Linked DNA regions of Zea mays: all the other regions are linked to region 3. Evidence: chromatin contacts called from public Hi-C data. All regions are on one chromosome and are shown on one strand. Each heading gives the region's core, a stretch centred on a gene start, on an enhancer-like site or on the middle of the called end of the contact. The rest is flanking DNA. Distances are from core to core; before and after follow the strand shown. Region 1 holds the start of LOC107325939 (alpha-expansin4). Region 2 holds the start of LOC100285414 (CRAL/TRIO domain containing protein). Region 3 holds the start of LOC103644256 (protein phosphatase 2C 35).

The links. Hi-C and Micro-C count contacts between places; a contact is called where the count stands out from the background.
Region 1: a contact with region 3 is called in a Hi-C map of leaf, with 10 times the contacts expected there. The contact joins the promoter of LOC107325939 here to the promoter of LOC103644256 in region 3. A contact is called at or near these places in 14 of 25 Hi-C or Micro-C datasets (bundle sheath, ear, endosperm and 5 more) and 1 of 3 datasets of contacts at active chromatin or transcription factors (leaf).
Region 2: a Hi-C map of leaf shows a contact between it and region 3, with 5 times the contacts expected there. The contact joins the promoter of LOC100285414 here to the promoter of LOC103644256 in region 3. A contact is called at or near these places in 5 of 25 Hi-C or Micro-C datasets (bundle sheath, ear, endosperm and 2 more).

What each region holds. Positions count from the first base shown.
Region 1 is chr1:300,683,390-300,688,028 of Zm-B73-REFERENCE-NAM-5.0, forward strand. It overlaps LOC107325939 (alpha-expansin4), which reads right to left and starts at 3,233. Exons shown (of 3, transcript NM_001320914.1): 1 at 2,919-3,233; 2 at 2,496-2,820; 3 at 660-1,330. The coding sequence starts at 3,090. The coding sequence ends at 1,021.
Region 2 is chr1:300,302,890-300,307,672 of Zm-B73-REFERENCE-NAM-5.0, forward strand. LOC100285414 (CRAL/TRIO domain containing protein) reads right to left here and starts at 3,529. Exons shown (of 7, transcript NM_001158307.1): 1 at 3,254-3,529; 2 at 2,274-2,647; 3 at 1,090-1,235; 4 at 628-723; 5 at 1-151. The coding sequence starts at 2,609.
Region 3 is chr1:300,486,101-300,491,066 of Zm-B73-REFERENCE-NAM-5.0, forward strand. It overlaps LOC103644256 (protein phosphatase 2C 35), which reads right to left and starts at 2,143. Exons shown (of 4, transcript XM_008667462.4): 1 at 655-2,143; 2 at 457-570. The coding sequence starts at 2,007.

The DNA of each region.
Region 1 (4,639 bases), core at 1,983-4,482, 200 kb after region 3:
TCCCAGCTGCTCAGCTTGCCGGCCACAGCAATCTTCGATTCCTGCCTGTCTTCACGCCGCTGATCTTGGCCCCACCGCATCGCCTGATGACAGCAACCACGTCCACACCTCGCCTCGGTGTCATGGAAGAGTGGGAGTCGCGTTTGGCTCCCTCTACGGAGAGACGTCGACGCGTAACCAGCACCGACGAGGCATGCCATGTCCCGAACACGGCGTGGTCGGTGGCGCCGTCGCCGTCAGGAGCGCGACCCCTGGCGTCCGAACTCAAGCAAATAGACAAGACCGAACCGAGCAAAGCGGAAGGCCCTTGGCCCCCCGGTTCCCGCGGCGCGCTTTCGCTTTGTGCTTTATCCCTTTCACGGACTTCGATCTCGGCACACAAACGGAGGAAGGAGCCCTTTCTTGCCAGCAGCATTCACGCAAAAAGGGAACGGGGCAGAAACGCGAGCACATCAACTAACTTTCTTACTGGCAATGAACCATGATGTAGAACGAGATAGATAACAAATGTGTGTTCCTGTCATGGAGACAGACAGAGAGACACGGGACGGGACGAAAGAAGATGACGAGCAGCTGCGGGCTACGCTCACCGCGCTGCCACCAAATTGGAGCCGCAGCTCGGCAGCCACTTGAGCAGCTCACACAGAAACCCACCAGTCACCCCCAAGCCAAAGGCACAAACTTGATGCATAGAGAAGTGCTAGGGACCGAAGAGACGGCAATATACCCTGACAAACTCTAGAGAATCCCATCCACACATCTTGTTCAGAAGAAAAGACTCCATTTTTTCAGAGAGGACCTGGACCTGGGATTAAGGCGGGCGGAAGGCGTGACCTTAAAACAGGCATTGACAACACCCACCACCCTCTAACACAGTAACACGCGCTTAGTACTCCAGTAGCAGTAGTACGGTAGCAGGAGTGAGTAGTAATAATTACGTATAAGAAGAAAGAAAGAAAGAAAGAAAAGAGTTTTGGCTTCTTCTCCCAAGTCCCATCCCATCGCATCCCATCCCATGCATCAGACCCTGAAGTTCTTGCCCTCGAAGGTCTGGCCGAACTGCCAGGTGCTCGGGGCGGCGTTCCAGGAGGTGGAGGTGCGGCGGTCGCTGGCGGTGACGCGGAAGGAGAGCGCCTGGCCGACGAGGATGGCGTTGGACTGCCAGTTCTGGCCCCAGTTCCTGGACATGGGCAGCCACCCGGTGCTGGCCGCCTTGACGCTCGCGCGCACCACGTCCCCCGCGCCGGCCACGTTCGTGATCAGCACCAGGTTGAAGTACCGGAAGCCGTTGATGGTGAACCGCACCCCGCCGGACTTGCGGCACGGCACCCTGCAGCGCCAGCGGCAGCGGCGAGACGAGTTGTTAGTGATACTTTTGCTCCCAGTAAAACACTATGGTTGGTACTGCCACTACTACTACAACACAAGCAGGTCGTTGATATTGCGTACTACTATACGGCTGGGGCAGAACGGGAGATGCCACGTTCCTGTGCGTGCGGGTGTCTGCCTGCCGGTGTGCCCCCCGACGGCCAAAGTGTGAAAAAAGGTCAAGAGCCTGCGCTGCCCTACCAGTACCAGCGTGCTGTCGTCTACTGTTCCTACCACTGCCACCACCACCAAGGTAGTAGGGTGCCTTTTTTGAGGCTTCTCTGGGCGTTTTTCCCTGTGGCCCGGTCGTCTTTCTTTTCTCGAAACCCCGTGCTCCACTATGCACCACGCGGTTTCTTTTTTTTTTTTTAACGTAGTACTGCTGCTGCACTACCGCTACACGCAACGAGAAAACTGCAGAGAGACGGCGGATTAGACGCCCCAAATTACAAATAGAAAGCAGCCTTCCGTCTCTTTCGTCAGAGAAGGGCTACTGGTACTGCTCTGCTGCTTCTACTACTAGCACCGGACGCCCTACCCGCCCGTCCCCGGCTTCCATCCCATGTGACCTGCCGGAACGTGGCACTGGCACCATGCTTGCGCGTGTATGGAAGAAACTGCACCACACACACCAGCCTGGCTGCCTTTTATCACGTACTATACTAGTAATACCACAGGATTTCGGGTTGCAGTTGCAGGCTTGCCGCTTTTACGCCATTTTGGGCCTCCTTTGGAACAAGGGAAAAGTGAAGGAATTTTAAAGGATTAAAACCCTATAGAAAGTTTTCCTATGTGGTCCTTTGGAACAAAGGATTGAGTTGCAACAAATCCTATAAAATTCCTATGGAATTGAGCATTGTAGTGAGATTTTGGAGGTTTTTTAACATGAGGTCCAACCTCTTGAAAATTTTCCTGTGGAATTGAAGGTGACATGCAACTCTATTCCTACATTTTTTCCATCCCTATGTTTTACTAATCCTCCATTCCAAAGGAGGCCTTGGTGTAGTAACTGCCCGCCCGCCCGCGCCGTGATCGAGAACCGAAGCGACGCGGAATGAATGGGCATGCCCGTGCAGGTAAGGCCACTACCACAGCGGGCGTCGAGGAATCTGTGCTGTCTGTCTTACCGGCGGTAGGAGACGGGGACGATGCCGGCGCGGTACTCGGCGATGTGGAGGAACATGGGCATGGCGAGGTCGAAGTGCGGGCGGGGCGGGTTGCACCAGCCGCCGTCGTCGGAGGGGAGCGCGTAGTTTGGCGGGCAGAAGTTGGTGGCCGTGACCAGGATGGAGGGCCTCCCTGGCCGGCACCACCGCCACCCGGGCTGCTCCTCGCACCTGATCTCGAAGCACGCGCCGCAGCGGAGCCCCTCGTCGAACAGCGCCGTGCTCAGCGCCGCGTTGTTCACGCCGTACCCCTGGCTGTACAGGTTGCCGTACCCGCAGGCGCCGCCTGCAGTGCCAGGTTTCCTTTCGTTTCATCAGCCAGACGACGTTTCTTTTGTATGTATGTATATGTATGTGTATGTATCCATGGATGGACGTACGTACCCATGGTGCCCGAAGCGTCGCTGCCGCCGTAGAACGTGGCGTGCGCGCTCTGCCAGCCGCCGCCGCCGCCGACGTACACGCCGGGAATGCGGGCGGCGGCGGGGGAGAGCGTCATCGCCGCGGCCACCACCAGCAGAAGCAGAGGCAGAAGCGGCGCCGGCATTGCCGCCATCACACTCCCTGAGTCCTCTCCCTCGCCTGCCGGTACAGGAAGCAGGACGGGCGCTGTCAGAGTCGGTGCTGCGGGCCCAGGCAGGCAGGCAGGCGGGCGAGCGAGCGGTGGCGACGGCGGCACAGGCCGGGAGCGGAGGTGTGGGGAGGGGCGAGTGGGAACGGCGGAGGGCGGGGTCGTATTTATGGAGGCACGAGGCAGAGCAGCCGATACTGGCGCGCGGGCCGGGGAGGAAAAGCGGACGAGAATGCGCGATTGATTGCCGGATTCAGCAGCTGATGCCGGGCCGGGAGTGCCGGTGGCGTGGTGGTACGTGTGCAGCTGCTGCTGCTACAGTGCCAGGCTGCTAGTTCTGCCCTTGCCTGCCTCGTCACGCAAACGGAGGGCAGTTGGGACCTTTCATTTCACTGCTTTTTCTATTTATTACTATAATTATTAAGTGTACTCTTTTTTTACTAGGAGTATGCATAATGGATTGGAATTGGATGCCGTGGGATGGGATCGTGACCATGCGTCTCATTCCGACCGTCTGAAGTAGCAGCGGTACACACTACAACTCGATGGCGTTTGCCGCGGCGCTGTCGAGTGAAAACCGTCACGCGCACAGTGGCCTGTGATCATGCCGCCGGTTGGACGGGAAGGGACGCCGGGACCCACGGATAGTTAACCTCGTTCGTTTACAATACAACGACTTGTCTCTCTCTCTCTCTCTTTCTTTGTCCCTGTCAGGGTGTGCTGTGTTTCTAAACGGGTCGTGAGACAATTCCCTGCGCCGACGTCCGGGAGCCAGTTTCTAGACCATTCCCGTAACAAAGCTGCAGAGTGTTGACCATTCCCGTGATTTGGCCGATCATTTGGTCGTGCCCCTTTTCCCCTCCTCTTTGCCGTGCCGGCGGCCCGGCCCCATGACCCACATCCATCCGAACGGGGGGAGCACCATGATTCGGGGCGCCGGACCATGAGGCACGCTGCAGGCAGACGGCCTGGTAAGTGGCCAGTGGCGAGGGGTAGCACGGCCGCGGCGGAGGCATGGTCTCGCTCACGGCTCACGGCTCACGGCTCAACCGCGCGGCGGGGAGACCAAAAGGCGGTGGCCCATCGGCGCCCGCACTGTACGCACGTTATCCGTGGGCGTGGACCGTCGGTTGGGTGGCCCTGGCCGCCGGCCGCGCTTTGCGTCCATCGCAAGTTGTGCGCCGCTCGCGCTCTGTCTGTCTGTCTGTCCCAGGCTCTGCTCTCCTGGCCGGTGGTGGCCGTCCTTCTCTTTCTCTCCGGTACCGCCTCTGACGGCGCGAGTGAGCCGGCTTTTCGCGTGTTCCTTTTTCCCGCAATGTTCCTGGAGGGTCCCCTGCCTGCATGTCTGCCGCCTGCCGACGGCCGGAGGTGTCCCTTTTCGCGGCGGCCGGTGCCTTTTGCTCCGCCAGGCCGTTCTCTGTGCCTGTGTCTGTGTGCTTCGCCTTCGCACGGCTACGATGGACGATGGCGTTGAAGTCACGGAGCGCACGGCATCGTATTGTCACCGGCACCGGCATGCATCGCTACAAGTGCG
Region 2 (4,783 bases), core at 2,279-4,778, 180 kb before region 3:
AAAGACTAAGTGAGACCATCTATCAAGTTCTTGCAATGTAAGTATGTGAAATGTTTCCCTCCAATGAATTGTCTTCTTAACCGAAGAGAGTAAACTTTGAAAGTCGCCATTTGCAGCAACATAAAATCTGCGTAACTCATCTTCAGTAAACCTGAAACATCCATCTAGACTCAGTTGTGTGGAACCAGGATGCTCATTTCAGGCATGTGCTAGCGTCCTAATAAAGGCAACTTGATTAAAAGACTACTGCATATTGTGGCAATAGACCAATAGCATTCATAAGGAAATGATATTATATATCTTCTTTATTTGTAATAGCATTCATAATAGCATTGCAAGCAAGATCAAAAGATTACCAACATAATATAACTACTGTGTAGAATTCATTAGATTGAGAACTTAGAAGCTGCATCTATCCTCACACAGACAACATAAACAGTAACGTATTTCTGCACTGCTATCAAAGTTCTCTTATTAAGGATAAACTGATGTCTCCATATTCAGAAATACAGTAAAAACACTGCAAAATGTACAAAGAACGTTTTTGCCTGGTGCATAGTGTTTCAGATCTTAACTCAAGGACAAATACTCCAACAGTTACAAATAAAGAATATAGCAGAAAGTCACCTCTCAGGCAAAGTGATGCCTTGCTTCTCAAGCTCCCTGAAAAGTAACACAAGCCAGTTCTCTTGCACGATTTCCTTTGTGCCATCAGCAGCATCGCTAAAACAAGTCAAACCCACCGTGTTATTAAACAAGGCAGACTTCTTTTTGTTAAGGGTATATTTGGTAGTTAGGACTGTAAATGAGGCATTGACATAAGTATCCAGGGAGGTGCCTTGCCCCCAAATCTATGTACTCTATATAGTATATATATACTACCCGAGAGGGTCAATGCAATACATCCGCACATTATGTGCAATCCTTCCTGGTTACACTTTTCATACCACTATCTAATTACTGTGATATAATGCCAAAAGAACTAGAATAGTATGATAGCATGATTCAACGACAGGAAACCAGCAAAGAACTGTTTAAACTAAGAGATATTTATTGTCTTATTTGATTGTTTCTCATGTTTTAACTAACCTTGTGCCAGAAGTTGACGCCAATTCATTTGTTTCGGAAGGTGTCTCAGAATGTTCTGTATTGTTATCTGGTTCATCATCATGCTTGGAAGACAGCTCACTTACTGTTGTTGTGACTGACAGAAACAACAGTGGCATGGATAGTTTCTGCAGTAGAGAACAGATCATCAGTTACTTGGAGCTGTTTTTGGGGGGAAATAAAATGCTGTTTTCAAATCTGTTATGCAACTCATTCAAGTATCCAACGATGTATTGATGAGACAATATACAAATGAGATTTGATTGACATCTACAACACACTCATCACATGAATTTTACCTGGGATATTTGGATTCCACAGTAAGTACAGATTATCTTGTGAAGTGCTACGGTGTATATTAACTAAGACATGTCCATTTTTTGTCACTGTTCTAAAAATTAGCTGCATATAGCCCTCTCAATGGTGACTATGACCTAGGTGCCACCTTGCTTAGCGCTTACCACATTTTAGGAAAATGTTTTTGATTTCATAATCTGTCTAGAAGCCCAGGTGATGCTTCAAGGAGCTCATTGTGCAAAACACCCAATGCCTCAAAACAAACTCCTAGTCTTATGCGGTTATGCCAGCTCTAAGTTAAGTAGAATTCTTCATATATTAACAAGAGTGTGACACAGAACATTTCACTACAGATTAACTCTGGGCCAGTCATGGTTGGACTTGGCATGGGCTCAAAGGACGGGTCAAGGCTACAAAAAATAAAACATGCAATTGAGAAAACACCTAAAATAGTGCTCTTCTTGCTGTAGTGTTGAAACTAAAAAAAAAGTCTGCTCAGAATGGAAAAAAATTGAGCATCCTAAGAACCTATTGACAAGATAATGCTGCCAGATCTATGTTCATTTCTAGAGAAAACTGTTCCTAGTCACCATGTTCGGAACACAAATAAACTATATAACTTACATCATAACCAAACATGTTATTAAGATTGTGAGTAAATGAGACAATGCTGACATACTACAGTACCATGATCAACTCAGTAGAAAGAAGGTAGTAAATGTTCAAATAAAATAGCATTCCCTCTCCCTCATCTATTTTCATTTATGTCAAGGAATAATTCAATATCTAAGCACATGGTATTTGTTAAAGCACTACTATTTTTGAAAAATAAGGAGCATCCATCTTGGAGAGCTGAGAAATCAAATAACCTGAATTCCCTGCACGAGAAATCCGAGCGGTGCCCATCTTTGGATCCAGCTAAATGGAGGATACACAAGGATCTGCAATGCTTGAACAGAATTCCATATGAAAGGGCATCTTGTTTTAGAAACTCTTCTCACTGCCTCAAGAGCAACGACCTTGATCAGAAATGATGCCACATGGCCTATTGAACCCCCACCCAAGATCAGTTGCTTCGATGGCACAATGCGGTTCACACACTTAGGTGAAATGGCCTTTGCTGGTGAAGCAACCAGCGTGCCCTGATACTTCTTGTCATTGCCTGCTTGACTTGAAGGTTGCAAGTGCTTGCTTGCATTCGCCATTGCTTCGAAGCAAAAGCAGAGGCAGAAGACAGGCCCTGCTATTCACATGTACCACCAGCTTCAGCAAAAAACAAACCAGGTGCCTCTAACCACTGCAGAAATATCATGAACAGGAGCATAATAAATGTGTAGCAATAAGCACAATGCATACCAACAGCTGAATTAGCAACCAAGGAAGAACATACCGAATACACCTAAATACATGATGACCACCAAAAGAAACAAGTAATAAAAGGTGTCTTCAGGCCTAAACCGAGCAATTATGATGTCCTAGTATAAGCTGAATTAGAGGTTCACACGAAGTGCGCATTGTTCACTCGCTCAGCACACAGAAAGGCGGACTTAACGAGGGGGTGGGGTTTCAGTTGGTTGAGACCCAATCTATTTGGAAAATAACAGCTATTACTACAAACCCGCCAGCCACCAGCCACCATCCACCAAACAAATGCTTAGCTAACCGCAATGATGGAGGGATTCCACTATACATCCCGGCAAGACTGATCTAGATTAGATCGCTGAATGGTCACATCGTATACAGTTATACACTAAGATGAGATCTCACGAAGCATGCACACACAAAAAAAACGCACTCGTGGAACAATCCGCCATCCCGAGTGATCCAGCATCCAGCCGTCCTTCCTTACCGACAAACGAAGAAATCAACCCAAACACAGCTGGGCCTCCAAGCGACTCCGGCCTCCGCGCCGCGCCGCAAAAGGAGGCGAGGAGGAAGACGGCTCCAGGATAAACTCCCTCCAGGTGGTCCGCGCCGGCGGAAGGAGACCTGCTCACCGGCCGCTATTTAGGGCTGGAATGCCCCTCGGATCGGGAAACGGCCGCGGATCTGAGGGAGTGTCGGGGACGCAAGCGGGAGAAGTGAGGAACACGAACACTCCCGCGGCCGCCGCGCGGGGGAAGAGGAGAAAGAGATGCGTGGGCGGAGTCGGGGCAGAAGAACAGAGACAGAGACAGAGACAGAGACAGGTCGCGGCTCAGAGGAAAAGTGTGCGATCGTGTCCCTTCTCGTGCTACGCGTGGGCGTGGTGGTTCGTCCGCGGGCGCTGCGGCGTGGGCCTAGCCCAGAGGACCATACCATACCAGACGACCACTGGAGTGGGTTCCGCCGGACCCCGTAGGGTACTGGATGGATGCTCCGAGGCTGGAGCGGAGCTGGATTCGTCGCGGTCGTGACGTGCGAACGTAGACAGAGCCCAGTTCATCATTGGCAATACAGCAACGGTTAGACCTTTGAAATTTTTCGGGCCGGCCCAAAAACCGGATGTTTTGGTAGGAGGGAAAAAATCACGTACGGGTGTCGGATGATCTGTTCCTTGGCCTGTTTTACAAATGAACCAAAAATATATTTCTCTATCTCTATATCTACTATTATAATACACATTTTCAGATAGAATCGTGCACGGAACCGTTTTCACCGTCGTCTATCTCCCCACGCGCTCCACCCCGCCCTGCGGCCCCTCCCCACCGACTTCCACGCCAGCTGCACGTCGCGTCGTCGCCCGCACAACCGCCTCCGCGTACTCTGTGCCACTAAACTCGGCAACGACCACCCGCTCCCCTAGCTCCGCCCGCTATAAATCGCTTGGAGGTCGCCCCACTCACCCGCGACGCCACCCTCACGCCGCCAGTCGCCCTCGACCTCATCGTCTTTGGCATGGCCACCATCGCGTACCCGCTCGCCTCCGCTAGCTCCACGAAGGCGTCGCATGAGCCTCATTCTGTTCGGGCTTTGCTTCGACGACTTTGCGTGGCAACATGCCAAAAAAAACCTAACTCCAAATCGCGGGTGACTGGATCCAGGTCCGCCTCCCCTCCCCTTGATCACTGAAAGGGAATTAGGCTTACACCTAGTTCCTAAATAATTTTGGTGGATGAATTGTCCAACACAAATAATTGGACTAACTAGTTTCCTCTAGTGTATAAGTTATACAGGTGCCAAAAGTTCACACTTAGCCAATAAAAAGACCAAGTATTGGGTTCAACAAAAGAGCAAAGGGACAACCAAAGGCACCTCTGGTCTGGCGCACCGGACTGTCCGGTGTGCCACCGGACAGTGTCCGGTGCACCAGAGGACTCCAGCGCAAACTCGTCACCTTCGGGAAATTCCAGAGGCAACTCCACTATAATTCACCGGACTGTCCGGTGCTCCAAGGAAG
Region 3 (4,966 bases), core at 893-3,392:
GTGGCTGTGAGACCCGAGTAATCTATTCGTTGTTCGTTGAAAATGTGGCCATGAGCTTTTAAGTCAAGGTCAAGGCAGTCCGTTTCCGTGTAAGAAGTGGACATGATTTCCACTCCAGAGAAATTAGAACTGACAACGATGTAGTATTTTTTTTCTCTCTCAAACTTTGGACCGGTTCCTGCTTTCCTTTTTTTGACCTCGATTGATCAAGATCTGAGTAACTACTTGTTGACCAACGAACCACAAGCAGCAAGGGTGTCATGTTTTGCACCTGTTGATATGATGAATGAGATTGGACTCTTTGTCTGGCCCTAGGAATTTAACCTTCCAATTTCGGATCTTCTTTCTTAGGACACAACAGAATTAAGCCAGTGGCATGGCATGATCATGGTCATCTAAAGCAAGTTCATCATGTGCATAAGCAGAACTGATGCAATTCATCAGATAGGAACTGACCTGTTTCAGGAAACCAGCTCCAAACGCTCTCGTCACCTTGAGCGAGCCCTTCACACGGTCCTTGGAGATCGCGGACGGGTCATCAGGGTGCTCGTTCCGTATTCTGCAGACTTCCTGTAAACGTATGAGTTACTGTGAGATCAGATCAGATCATCAAAAAGGACAATCTTCAATCCAACTGTGAATCGATCCAGTTACCTGCCGCACCGACGTGCTGTGTTCTGATGTAAGCTGCACAGCTGACAAGAGCGGCGTGCCATCCCCAACCAATCCATCACTGGTGACCTGCTCGACGTCTACACTGTCCATTGTTCCCAGGACAGCCCGGCTGTCACCTACATTCATGAGGTACATGTCCTCCCCTTTCATAAGCATGGCTAGAACGCAAGAGCCCATAAGCGCAAGCTCCGGGAACTCGCCGACCATCTTATCGGCCACGTCCAGGTAGGCCTCCTCGGTCTTGCGAAGCGCGCGCGCAAGCGCCTTAAGCACGGCGAGGTGGTCGTTCTGGCTGCTGCCCCGAGGAGGGCGCTGGGTCGGCGGCTTCAGGGCGCTGGAGCAGTCGCGCTCCCACTCGCACTTCCACCGCCGCTGGTCATCGTCGGCGCCGCGCGGCGGTCTCGAGCGGCGGGCGCGGCGGCGGCGGCGGTCCTGGTGATCTGAGGCCGTGGTGCTGGTCGTGGTCGGCTGGTCGGGGTGCGCGTCGCGCTGGTCCCAGAGCAGGCCGCGGAGCTCGCGGTGCACGGCGGCGTAGAGATGGGAGACGAGGAAGTCCGTGGCGTCGGGGCCGTTGAAGCCGTCGTAGATGCCGACGAACACCCAGCCCCGCTCCTCCGACACCACGACGTGGACGCGGTCCTCGCCGGCCTTCCCCTGCGCCCACTGCAGCTGCAGCCCGGCGCCATCGGGCGAGCCGAGGCCGAGGCCGAGGCCGAGATCCATCGAACCCTGAAGCTTCTCCGTCCGCGCGAGGATCGCGCGGGTGAGATCCCGCAGGCGGCGGCCGCCGTGCGACAGGCTCCGGCGGAGCGAGGGCACGGCGCCTCCCATGCGGCCGGACGTGGCGGCGCCAGGGAGCGGGCCGGACGACATGAGCGCGGCGTCGAGGGGGCCCGAGAGGAACCCCCTCTCTATGGGCCCGGAGAGGAACCCGGCCCCGGCCCCGGCGGGCGCGCAGATGGGCCCCGACGGGAACCTCGGGACCGGCTGCAGCGGCACGGCGGCGAACGACTCGGAGCTCTCGAAGCCGGAGGAGGAGGCCGCCGACTCGTCCGGCAGCAGCAGGAGGAGGGACGTGGAGAGCGGCGTGGAGACGTTGGCGCTGAGCGCGGCCCCCGAGATGGCCCGGAACGTGGTGGCGTCCTCGGCCGCCTTGGCGTCGGCGACCAGGTCGTCGTCCGCGGAGAAGGGCACGGGCACCTTATCCGGCCGGACGTAGCAGAAGGAGTGGCCGAGGCCCTCGTCGTAGGCGGGGTCCGAGGGGAGCGCGGCGGGCGCCACGTGCCCCGCGGCGCCGCCCGCGCAGCAGAAGCAGGCGAGGGAGTTGCCCATGGCGGGACGGGAGCGGAGCGGAGCGGAGGGTTGTGGACGCGGGGAGGGTTGGGTGGTTTGGTTATAATGGAAATGGAGGTGAGGGCGTGAGCAGAGTTGACTTGTGGGAGAGGAGGAGAAGGGGGGAGGAGAGTGGGTGGGTGGGGTTGAAATGCCTGAATAAATAAAAAGCTGGTTTTCCACCTCTAGGCGTTGACTCGCGTGGGTGTGCGAGCCCGCGAGGCAGCTGCGGCTGCGGGGCCGCGGCCGCGGGAGCCCTTCCCCTCGCCCCGGTCCGCTTCCTGCGTCGTCGTGGTGGCGGGGCCCGCCCGCGCCTCGGTGCGGAAACCTGATGCAACCTTCTGCGTCCGCGTCCGTGTGGCCGCTTGTGAGGCTGAGGTGAGCCGCACCATGCCTCGTTGCTGCCTGGACCTTTGCTTCTGTTCTGTATACACGGGTGATACTGAACTGGTGCCACGGTCACGGACCACGAGAGAGAGGAGACAATATGGTGGGCGATACGAAAATGACGAGCACGTGCCTTCCAGAAAGTCATACCTGGCACAGCGGGCCAGCCGCCAGCGGCACAAGAGACGGACGCGAGCGCAGACTTGAAGAGAAAGTCCAAAAGATCCAATCCTCAGCGCAGCGCCCCCGGGCCTCGGGACTAGGGATGAAAACGGTGGAAAACGATCGAAAAAACAGCTAAATTGTTTTTTGTTTTCATATTTTTTTGGTCGGAACGAAAACGAAAACGAAAACCAACGGTCGAAATACGGGATCGAAAGTGTCGGTTATTCAAAAACGATCGAAAACCATAAACTATAGTCGGAAAGATAACTATTTTGTAGTTTTATCAAAAAACATAATAAAGTGATGTATTGCCTAATTTTTAAAATTTAGAAATATATAAATAACTCTTTTTCATCATTCATATTAGTAGAGTAATTATAACATTTACTTTTCGCGTATTTATTCACTTGAACACAACAAAATTCTATAACTTAAATAAATTATATGCTAAACATATCTCATATTATATAAAACGGTAGAAAAACAGTATTAGCACGACTCGGAAACGACGAAAAACTAACTAAATCATTTTCGTACCGTTTTTATCGGTTCCTGAACAATTCAAAAACGATCGGGAAAAAACAGTATTCGAAACGGGACGGTACGAGAATTTCCCGTCCCGTTTTCATCCCTACCTTGGACATCGGCGGCTTGCCGATACGAACGGCCGGGCCGTCTGGAATTCGGCAGCCGAGCCGTGGATCCTAGCTCGCTCGCGACGACGACGCGGTTGCCATGCCGCGTGACTGACCCAAGCCGATGCAGCGTCGAGACCGCACGGAACAGGCGTCCGCTTCCGCGGTGGCAGCGGCAGGTGGGCGAACCGGCCACGCCACTTCCACTGGGGCGCTCCGGTTCGGTGCACACAGCCAACCAATCGGAGGATGATCCATAACCTAACAACCACGCACACAGGTCAGCGCGGGCGGGTGGATTTTTTATTTTTTTTTTCTCCCGCTGTCCGACGCTGGAAAGGCTGCGAACTAGTGGAGGGCTGGAGCGTTTGAGTTGGTCGCCGGTCGCACGCATGTGTGGCTGCAACTGCAGTCTGCGTTCCATGCGTGTGCGTCGCAACCTTTGGAGTTGGAGTGAGTTCGTTCGTACGGACGGGCTGAAGCGTTCTCACTCCGTGACTTTTCCGGCGCGGCATCTGGTATTCTGGTCCCATCCTCCGAGAGCTGAATTCATCAGCTCTGTAGCTCCTGTAGGCGGTAACCGGTAGCTCCAGTGTTTGTTTGGTTCAACTTTCTCTCAACCAGATTCGCTATCAAAAATCAAAAATCTCGACTAAACGAGTACAACAGCGGAATAGATTCATCCATATTATAGGCTATCACGTTCTTAAAAAATTTACATATGATAGTTGTATCTTTACACCATATAAAATAAATAGAAACATGAGCCACGTGAATCAACATTCGTCGTATCTTCTCATCCACACAAACATAACGAGACTCAAACTACCTCTACATATAAATAAGGGAAAGGTCATCACCGTTGCTATCAACACCAACCACAAAACTGTGTTTTCGTAGAGAACTCCTACAACCACGAAGATTTACATATAAGATTTGTCCGTTCTAGCGGCTAGGATCTCATAAAATCCAAGATACATAACACATGTATCAAAAACAAGGTTTGTCTCGTGAACCCGAACCCTTTCGGATTTTGGCATCCGGTTGAAACATTTAGAGCTCCAACAAGTAGACTAATGGTTGCATCAGCAGGCATGGCTATGGAGAAACACTTATTTCCCAAGTATTTTAGGAGCCAGGCATAGAGGGAATCTTTGCATTTGCATAGTCAGGCTATAGAGGCTGACCAGACAACCAAACACGTGAAGAGTACATCCTGTGAGACTGGCCAGGTCATATGCAAGCAACTAAACACACTACAAAAACTTTCACCTAGCATGTTCACAGAACACGTAGCGGACATGGGTTTAAGAAGTACTTACTGTTTTGGATTAAGAAATCATCAATATAATTATCTCCCTCAAGGATAAGTGAGACTCGATGATCTATCTCTACGTGTAAGTGAGGAGAAGACCACTATCATCGCTATCAACACCATCAGCATTGAAACCGACACCAAACTTCGTCTTCTTATAGTGACCTCCCTTAATACCAAAAATATACATGTAAGATTCATCAGTTATAGTGACTAGAATCACAGGTTCAGATCCTGGATAAATAGCATGTTTCTCTCTATCTTCGGGTGTGCGATCGGACTATGCAGCCACATTTGCTAAATGATTCGTTGAGATACAAATGTACTCGTGTGGACGCTAAATGGGAGGGAGGGGTCTGGCGCTCCTCTCCTCCATCGGCGGGGCGCAAAAGGTGCGAACAAGATGCAGGATTGCGTGCTTCTTGATGTTCAAGAAGGCATCCTTTCTCAAGTGGAT